2 separate regions of the Salmo salar genome follow, and region 1 is linked to region 2. A link is a contact called in public Hi-C data. All regions are on one chromosome and are shown on one strand. The core of a region is the stretch at or near the end of the contact, and the rest is flanking DNA. Distances in the headings are between cores, read along the strand shown.

What was found. Hi-C and Micro-C count contacts between places; a contact is called where the count stands out from the background.
Region 1: a Hi-C map of gill shows a contact between it and region 2, with 2.6 times the contacts expected there. The contact joins the promoter of LOC106567335 here to the enhancer-like site in region 2. A contact is called at or near these places in 2 of 3 Hi-C or Micro-C datasets (gill and muscle).

Annotation. Positions count from the first base shown.
Region 1 is chrssa01:16,698,912-16,704,142 of Ssal_v3.1, forward strand. It overlaps LOC106567335 (zinc finger protein 395), which reads left to right and starts at 2,743. Exons shown (of 11, transcript XR_001320123.2): 1 at 2,743-3,092.
Region 2 is chrssa01:16,632,162-16,636,982 of Ssal_v3.1, forward strand. It overlaps LOC106567073 (grainyhead-like protein 1 homolog), which reads left to right. Exons shown (of 15, transcript XM_014135981.2): 5 at 201-283; 6 at 852-1,005; 7 at 1,293-1,404; 8 at 3,444-3,538. Among protein-coding and RNA genes, the nearest start is that of LOC106567073, 9.8 kb to the left of the region's middle. Within about 2 kb of position 2,085, at least 1 of the 13 cell types and tissues checked has an H3K27ac peak or open chromatin away from gene starts, as enhancers often do. A contact at or near this core is called in gill, where this site is marked.

The sequences.
Region 1 (5,231 bases), core at 1,493-3,992, 67 kb after region 2:
TTTTGAGCCTGTAATCGAACCCACAAATGCTGAAGGAAGGCCAGTTTTATTGCTTCTTTAATCAGACACCAGTTTTCAGCTGTGCTAACATAATTGCAAAAGGGTTTTCTAATATCAATTAGCCTTTTAAAATGATAAACTTGGATTAGCTAACACAACGTGCCATTGGAACACAGGAGTGATAATGGGCCTCTGTACGCCTATGTAGATATTCCCTAAAAAATCAGCCGTTTCCAGCTACAATAGTCATTTTGGTGTTATTTTAATGGACAAAAATGTTGTTTTTCTTTCAAAAACATGGAAATGACCACAGAATTTTGAACGGTAGTGTATGACTGTATTAGAGATACATGTTTCCCTCAAATACTACAGTGTTCCATCACAGCAGCAAGATTTGTGACCTGTTGCCATAAGGGCAACCAGTGAAGAACAAACACCATCGTGAATACAACCTATATGTTTATTTATTTTCCCCTTTGTACTTTAACTATTTGCACATCGTTACAACATGGTATATAGCTATAAAATGACATTTGAAATGTCTCTTTAATTTAGAACATTTTGTGAGTGTAATGTTTACTGTTAATTTTTTATTTCACTTTTGTTTATTATCTATTTCACTTGCTTTGGCAATGTAAACATATGTTTCCCATGCCAATTAAGACCTTTAATTTAGAGCGGGAGAGAGATACAATAACATTATACTGATTTTCTGCAGTGAATAGCTTATGCTTGTATCCGTTTTTTTTTTTTTACAGGTAATGGTGCCCTTATTTTCACAGGATTGAGACGGGGTAAGTTAGTTGCCAGTCGGATACATTTATATGCAAGTGTGAAAGCTGAGAAGGGAGCCCATGAACTGAGTAACTAACTATAGACTAACTATGCTGTATCTGGGTCAGTGGACCAGAGCGTTTGCCTATTTCGCAACAACATTCTTTGGAGCGCCACTGACTCACCCACCCCCACACACCAAGGACGACGTGTTGTACGCTCGCTACGTGCATCTTTTCAATGTGTGTGTGCGCGCGTGTGTATATTTTTGCCTGATCGACCCGACGCTCACCCGCACGTACAGCACGAGCTCCCCATGCAGTAAGAGCTATAAAATGACGAACTACTATCTCTCGAGCCAGACGGCTTAGGCTAAAATCGGTATTCTGCAACGGCATGGGGACGTCGTCACATCTCCTCTCGCCAATATTCACGGACTGTGAAAATGTTTTGATTAAAACAGCGTCCCTGGCCCTTCATCTTTATAGCTGCACACTATCTATGTGGTTCTCAAACCTCTCATCGGGGACCCCCAGACGTTTCACAATTGTGTTGAAGCCAAAGATTTTCGATTATATTGACAAGATAGTGAAGTGACCGCTCTAACAATATAAATGCATGTCGCGAGACGAGGCGATATCAGGCGGGACCATTCTATTGAATGAGAGGGCAGATATGTGTTTGAACAGCAGGCACAACAAAGTAATGATTCTCAAATTTGCGGGAATGCCACGTGCCTCCACTTATATCAGTAGTCTAAATGTGTAATATGAAGAAACTTGTATTAGATCAAATAAGACCCACCTATCTCTACACTTTCTCATAGACATCCATACAAAAGGGGCTTATCTCACACATACAGATTTTGGGGGGAGTAAATCCTCTTGCTTTGCCTCTTCCTCTCTGTTGTAGTCCTAGCTCACCCGATTCAAATCAAATGTTATTCATCTACCTACACATGGTTAGCAGATGTTAATGCGAGTGTAGTGTAATGCTTGTGATTCACCTAGGGCTGATGATTAGTTGGCAAGTTGAATCAGGTGTGCAAGTTCTGGAAGAGATAAAATACAGGGAATGGCTTTGGGTCCCTGAGGAGAGGTTTAAGAAACCACTGATCTATTTTATGTACACCAGTGGATCTCAAACATCTCCTTGGGGACCCTCAGCCCTTCCATGTATTTGATCTACTCTATTCTAGAGCTAGCACACATGATTAAATTTGTCAACTAATCACCAAGACCTTAATGAAATTAACCAGGTGAGCTAGTTCAGGGCTAAAACAAAATAGTGAAATGTCAGGGGTCCCTGAGGAAATGTTTGAGAACCACTGATGTAAAATGCTGTATAGGGGACTCCCTGCCCACACAAGCCATCCACATACCTGTTGTTTTTCACCTCACCAAAGGAGAGCCAACACCTTATAATTAGTGTAAACAAAGGCAGTGTGGATTGCATAGGCTACTGTGTAAGTCACACAGCAAATCTCATCTGACTGGTTTAGTCAAACACTGGTTCATTGTGAGATTAGAATGGAGCTGTTACATTACAGTAGCAACATTGTTAATGTTGCAGATGGGTATGAAATGGCAAAAATAGGCCTAATATAAAAAACAGTATATAACATATTTATTATAATATTAATTCATTTCGAACTTCACCAAATTCCCTATCGTAGCCTATGACAAACTTGCACTGAAGCAATGTGACAAAGTTCTAAACTTGCACTGAAATGATGAGCAATGTTGCAACTTTCAATGTAGCTGTTTGCTTTCTGCAGCATGCATGCAACAATGTAACCCAGTTGAGTTACTGTCCGTCCACTGTGAGCTCCACTCAAGCAAGCCCGAATCCAAGCTACTGTAAACAAGTGAGCTTTGTGGGGCGTGTGTCTAGAAAAACAGGGTTTGACCAATGAACGCTGACATCCTTACCACATGGTTATCTTGTTTACTACAAGACCTGAAAACCCGCTGAAAACAGATTTAAGAAAACCCGGACGTGTTTTTCATTCCCTTTTAACAATACTCGACACCTACAGCTATATTTTCACGCTAAAACTGTTTAACTGCCACTGATGTATCTATTCAGTTGAGTCAAATATGTAAAGTAGACGGTTATTTACGTCCGAGTACCGTGTATGTATGGTATTTACTTGATAATGTTTTCGCAGAAGAAAAGCTCCAATCCTGCCCCTTAATCCATACCGGGTTTGGATATAACCAGCATACAACCCTTTTTCAGGCAGGGAAAACAGCATTTCAAGTTACAGCCGGTTAAAGCGAGCTTTAAGGAAGCTGGTGTGTTGAATATTGGCAGAGGTAAGTGCACTCTACCCATTGGAACTTTGCTGGGGTTCTCAAGGAAAAGTGCTGTTTAGGATGCATGCTTTTCAACATGTTAGTAGATTCTTTATGCAGTGCATAAGGTTTGGATTTTAAGTGCATATTTGTATTGTAAACATGAAGAAAAAAACATGTTCTTATCGCTGCAAAATGCATTGAGGCTACTTTTTATATGACCATGTTTATCAACTGTGAAGTTGCAAATAATATTAGGACCCAGTCAATGCAGACGCTTGTTATTTGTGGGCTATCAGTAAATGTTCAATGAAGCAATCAATGCCTTATATTACATTTTTATTACAAAGCATGAGCTGCAGAATATAGGCTGTAAACGTGATGCTTTGCATCCTAAAATCTCTTGTGTGCATAGATCCTTTGTGACAACCTTATAGAACTAATTTATTTTAAAACAACATCCAACATTATCCTATTATTGGGAAACGAGTAAACATAAGAAGAAAAAAAATCAAACGAATTAAAAATAAATTATGCATTACACTAAATTATCTACATTCAGTGTCGTAGTGATCATCTTACTGCAATGATAGTGTTTTCATGGTTTATTTTTGGAAAGAGAAATTGACAGTTTTAGTGCGGGCATGCGTGGTTATACTACTTTCCACCGATAAGGGGGTGGACAGCTATGTCATAGACCCTCAAGTTCTAGAATGTTCTGAGAATGGCAGCTATTTTGGTCAGGGAGAAATCCAAACCAGTCTCAGTGAGTCACAATACCCATAACCTAGTGGTCAAACAGGGAAATGGTTCCAATCGTTTCCCCACCATTCATATTTCCCATAGTGGATTTTAGAAACACTTAAAATAAGGGCTGTGTTTTGTGTAGAATTACCCTGGCGTGATGTTTTGATAACCGTGTAAATCTCTAGGACAATGTGATTTTGATCAATATTTGCCTGTATTTACCCCCCCAAAATGAAAGGCTAATTATCTGCTATTGTGGCTATCATAAAGAACTACAAATGCCATGATGATCTGGACTAGACTGCCAATCGAGGCAAAGGTAAGAATCTCTAATGTTAGCTAAATGTAGTAATAAATACATTGGCTACATTTCTTTTAAATTGACAATTCTGTGAACAGTCTTGTGCAAGTTTTAAATAGACACAATACCTGTTAGCAAAGGTGTCAGCTGGAGATGAGGTGCAGGAGCTTGCAGGGATTTGTAGTTTTGCGTGATGTCTATTTTTAAGCTAATTAGCATTTTTGAATCTGAGAGTAAATACAGTCAAATATATTTGTCACCTTGTCCGAGGGAGATTTACATGGTTATCAAAACAGCACGCCAGGGTAAGCTTATACGAAATACAGTTCTTATTTTATGTGTTTCTAAAATCTCCTATGGGAAAAATTAATGGTGGAAAAATGATTAGAACCACTTCCCTGTTTGACCACTAGGTTTTATGGGTATTATGACACCTCCACTGTGGTGCTATATAGGAATGAATGGCAGAAGAGACATGGGTGATGCATTTCCTGCTTTTACTTATGGAGGAAAATAAAAGGCATGTGTGTAAAATACAGTGCATTCGGGAAGTATTCAGACCCCTTGACTTTTTCCACATTTTGTTACGTTACAGCCTTATTCTAAAATTGATTACGCTTTTTTTTAATTTATTTTAATCCATCTACACACAATACCCTGTAATGACAAACCCCAAATAGGTATTTAGAAATCTTTGCAAATGTCAACAACAAAACAACACGTCTTATTTACATAGGTATTCAGACCCTTTGTTATGAGACTCAAAATTGAGCTCCATTGCATCCTGTTTCCATCTGGTAATCTATCTGGCCCTGCCTTGTGAATGTTGACCTGTTTAAAGGTCTTGCTCACATCGGCTACGGAGAGCGTGATCACACAGTCATCCAGAACAGCTTTTGTGCTCATGCATGCTTCAGTGTTGCTTTCCTCGACGCGAGCATAAAAGGCATTTAGCCCATCTGGTAGGCTCGTGGCTGGGTTTATCTTTGTAGTCTGTAATAGTTTGCAAGCCCTGCCATATCCGTCAGCGCCGGTGTAGTAGGATTCAATCTTAGTCCTGTATTGACGCTTTGCCTGTTTGATGGTTTGTCTGAATTGCATTCAGTTGTGCA
Region 2 (4,821 bases), core at 835-3,334:
GAGGGAAGGAGAGAGGGAGGGTAGGATGGGAAGTGGTTTGTTTCCACTTCAGTGAGAGAGAGAGAGAGAGAGAGAGAGAGAGAGAGGGCTCCCTTTACTTCCTGTAACCCCTGAGAGTGCTAGCTACAACCCTTGTCATGGATGCTTGTCTAAATCCAGACCCTCTCTCCCCACTTCTCTGTCCTCTTTGTGTGCCACAGGTGTTCTCCTTCCCAGGGGATCTCCAGTTACGCATGGCCTCCATCTCGGCAGAGGAATACAGCGTGTTTGACACCATGCCGGGGTAAGCCCTCCAGCCCGGCGCCTGCCCGCTGTCGCTCGCACCCTGCCATTCAGCCCCTGATAGGAGAATAACCTCATTCACTACAGTCACCTGGGGGTCAGCAGATTCCCTCAGTTTAAAAGCTACAATGCCAAACGTAATGTTATCAGGGACTCAGTGACACTACGAGGATTCGGGGTCACAATCAAGCCAATGGGAAGGGACTGATGAGGGTGGTCTTAATCAAGGGGTGACATTTGCAATGTATTTCACATGTGGAAAATATAGGTTATCAATATTTGCATACGGTATATTCATAAATACTGAAAACACATCTAGATGGTTTAGAATAAAGATAGATACCAGACAAACATCAGCTGAATACTAGATACATCACTTTTTCCATCTCTATGCCTACTCTTTCCCTAGCCTGAAATCCAGGCCTGTTTTGTGCCAAACATATGACACGGAGTACAAGGAGTGGAATGTCAGCACAAAGCAGGTCTAGATTTCAGGCTCCTCTTTCCCTAAAGGAAAATACAAATGTAGCCTACTGTGGTTTTGTCACTAATATTTATTTCCTGATTAGGAATAATTTTGAGTACACCCTGGATGCTTCCAAGTCGCTGCGTCAGAAGACAGGTGACGGTACCATGACGTACCTGAACAAGGGACAGTTCTACCCCATCAGCCTCAGGGAGATAGACAACAGCAAGCTGCAGCACCCCATCAGCAAAGTCAGGGTAAGACCACACCACCAAGCTAGTTAGTTGTTCTACAGTAGTTCATTGTCAATAACAGAAAACTTTTAGATTGGTCCTTGTCTGTAACTAAATATGTGCAGATAATTTGGCTAGGTCTCTCATGTTAACGATACATTTTTTGACAGAATAAACAGAGAAATCTTATGCTAGTTGGTAGCTATTATGCTAATAGTAGCTAATGTACTAACAAGTAGGAACTTGTTAAGTGGAATGTGTCAGTTAAGCTAGCATGATTGATGGCCCTGGGGTTGTGTGCACCATTTCAGAGTGTGGTGATGGTGGTGTTTGGAGAGGAGAAGTGCAGAGACGACCAGCTGAAGCACTGGAAGTACTGGCACTCCAGACAGCACACAGCCAAGCAGAGGTGTCTTGATATTGGTAAGAGCCTATGCTACTGGAACCTACATGGAACACTAGTCCTCACAAACTCTTGAAGGAGACGCTACACCAAGACATGAAATGCCTAATTTACGGTGCAAAGCACAAGTTAGTACAAGTTTTCAACTGTTATTATCTAAAGCGAGGAAAGACAAAAAACTAGCTAAAACATGAGTTGATTTACCCTTTAAGATTGTTCATCAACCTTAAATGTTTTATTACATCTGGGGAAATAACAGGTGCAAACTTCACATTACAAACGCTTATTAAATCAGGCCATAGTTTTTATGTCACATAAAGTCACCCGAAGTACTGCCTGAATGGTTCCGAATACATTTCATCATATTTACCTGACACTCTTCTTACCATACCATCCTGCACTGTCACGAGTCACTGTTGTTCCCTGAGTTGTTGTGCAACAGTCACCCTCCATCTCCTCCCCCGTGTCACATGCTGTCTCTGTCTCAGCTCAACTCTCATGACCTAGAAGGAGAAGAATCCAGCTAGCCAAGGAGCCAGGCAGACAGACCCACCCAACGAGCCAAAACCTCTATGCCACCTTAAGTAAATAACTTAGTATGAGATCTAGGATGAGCACGTCCCCCTTGTCCATATACTCTTATTCTAAAAGGGAAAAATGATCCTGGATCTGATTGGTTGAACCTTAACAAACCTCATTAGAACAATACACATGATTGGATGAAGGAGGGTGATAATGAGGGTGGATATGGGACAAGGCCAGTTGTCCTATTTACTTTTACTTCACTACATTCCTAAATAAATGAATGTACTTTTTACTCCATACATTTTCCCTGACACCCAAAAGTATTCGTTACATTTGGAATGCTTAGCAGGACAGAAAAATTGTCAAATTCACGCACTTATCAAGAAAACATCCCTAGTCATTCCTACTGCCTCTGATCTGGCAGACTCTCTAAACACAAATGCTTAGTTTGTAAATTATGTGTGAGTGTTGGAGTGTGCCCCTGGCTATCCGTAAATGTGCTGTCTGGTTTGTTTAGTATAAAGGATTTGAAATTATTTATACTTTTACTTTTGATACTTAAGTATATTTTAGCAATTACATTTACATTTGATACTTAAGTATATTTAAAACCAAATACTTTTAGACTTTTACTCAAGTAATATTTTACTGGGTGACTTTTGCTTGAATCGTTTTCTATTAAGGTATCTATACTTTCACTCAAGTATGACAATTGGGTACTTTTTCCACCACTGCCTATTTGTTAATGATACCTGTGTCAACTGAGCTTCATGGTGGCTCCCTGTCGGGACAATACAGCAGCTTAATTCTCTGGAGGTAGACTGATCAATCTTACTCTGCACGCACACACTGTGAAAGGAGAACTTAGTTTGGCTTGACAGAGGAAAGTGTATTGTCTCACTTGCAGTCTGACTTTGATGGAAGGACTGTGGGCGAAAGGTGACCATTGAGACAACCTGCTTGCTTTTGATTAAAAGTAGTCAGTCAGCAACGTAGAAGTGCTCTACTAAAGCAGTGTGGTTTCTGGCATAGGGGTATAGGCCTAATAAGGGACTTTGATGGGATTAGTCAGAATGTAAAGTTTGGAGACAAGCACCTCAATTTCCAAAAAATGGCATAGTGAAAACATTTTCTGAAGGATTAGACTTGGTAGTACAACAACGCAAGACTACGAGACCAATACCACGGAGCAAGCTTTTTAAGCCGCACCTTTTGAGGACAAAAAGCTTGTTTGTTTATCAAACATCTAAGATGTGGGATGGGACCTCACCAGGGTGGGAGCACATTCTCAATGGTTGTATCTAATACAAGCTACTGACCTTCACTTCATTCTTATGCAAGGCTCCTAAAACCTTTCATTCAGCCCAGTCCTAATAATGATAATAATAATACTAATAAAATAGCCTTTCACCTCTCCATACTTAGTTTCATAACTTAGCCACCGCCGCGCTTATCTTAGCACCCTCTCTTCATTGAACGTCTTCTGTCAGTGCTAACTGTACTAACAGTCCGTTATGTGTTCCATGGTTCCCAGCTGACTACAAAGAGAGCTTCAACACAATCAGCAACATTGAGGAGATCTCCTACAACGCCATCTCCTTCACCTGGGACATCAATGAGGAGGCTAAGGTGAGGTATAGGAAACATACCTTTTGGTATGAGGAATCAGAGAAAAAGGTGAAGAGAGATGGAAAGATAGTTGTAAGCCTAGTTGTTTTTCCCTAGAACACGTGATGATGCCAAGTGTTTCTGGAGGATTCGGTTCATCTGATCACAACTTCCTCATCAACATTCTGTGTAAATGTGGCTGAAGATTCTTCCAAAAATAGACTGCCTTCCCTTGCTCTGAAGGTTAGGATGTGTTTTGGCCATCACAGAAAAGGTGTCAGGTGATGCAAACCAATTTGTCAGCAAGCGATCGTCACACGCTTTGTCCTTTGTTTTCTTCTAGATGCCTATTATGGAAAGTTGTCCTTCGAGTTTTGATCGAAAAATAAAGACATTTATTGGCCCTTGGGGAGTAAGGGGAGTTTTTCCAGTGTTTTGGGTCCTTTGGTTGCTTAGAGACCATAGTGAATAGGTACATGCGTAGGTGTTTGTCTGCCGTCGAGGCCACATTCTAAACTCGTTCTACATGTCACCCCAATTGCTGAGCTAAAGTGATGCACATACAAGGGAGGCCTAAGGATCTAGGGCTTGCCTACTGCCTAACAATGGGAGTTGGAATGAGGAAACGCAGCAGGGGGGCAGAACTGGATTTGACAGCTAGCGATGGAATCCCGTCCGACCGGGTACGAGGTGACAGACATAATCCACCGTCCCTGACCAGTTTGTTGGGTTGTGAGGGATGGCGTCAACAGACAATCTCACAGACGCTTTAGCTAGCACTTTATGTTCATGGGGTGCTATGACACTGCTACTGTTGACTGTTGGTCTGTTAGCCTGGGATGCACAAACAAACTACCAGATAGACAGTTCATCTATCCCTTCCATCTCCTTGCTCGTTGGTTTTCACTGAGGGACACACACACACACACACACACACACATGCATACATATAACCAGGGTGTGGATCTTTTCATCTCATGACCTGCGGCCTGTGTCCATAGGACCCGAGGACTTCCATCCTTGTGTTTGTACTGTGTATAATCACCTGTGTCTATGCACTGTCTGTTTGTTAGAACCACAGATGAGTTGGGTGTAAGGTGTCACACTAAGGATGGTTGTGTGTGTGCGCGCGTGTGTGCGTGTGCGTGTGCGTGTGTGTGTGTGTGTGTGTGTGTGTGTGTGTGTGTGTGTGTGTGTGTGTGTGTGTGTGTGTGTGTGTGTGTGTGTGTGTGTGTGTGTGTGTGTGCGTGTGTGTGTGTGAAAGATGCTTTACCTTCTCTCGCTGAGTCCCCTGAGGATTTAAT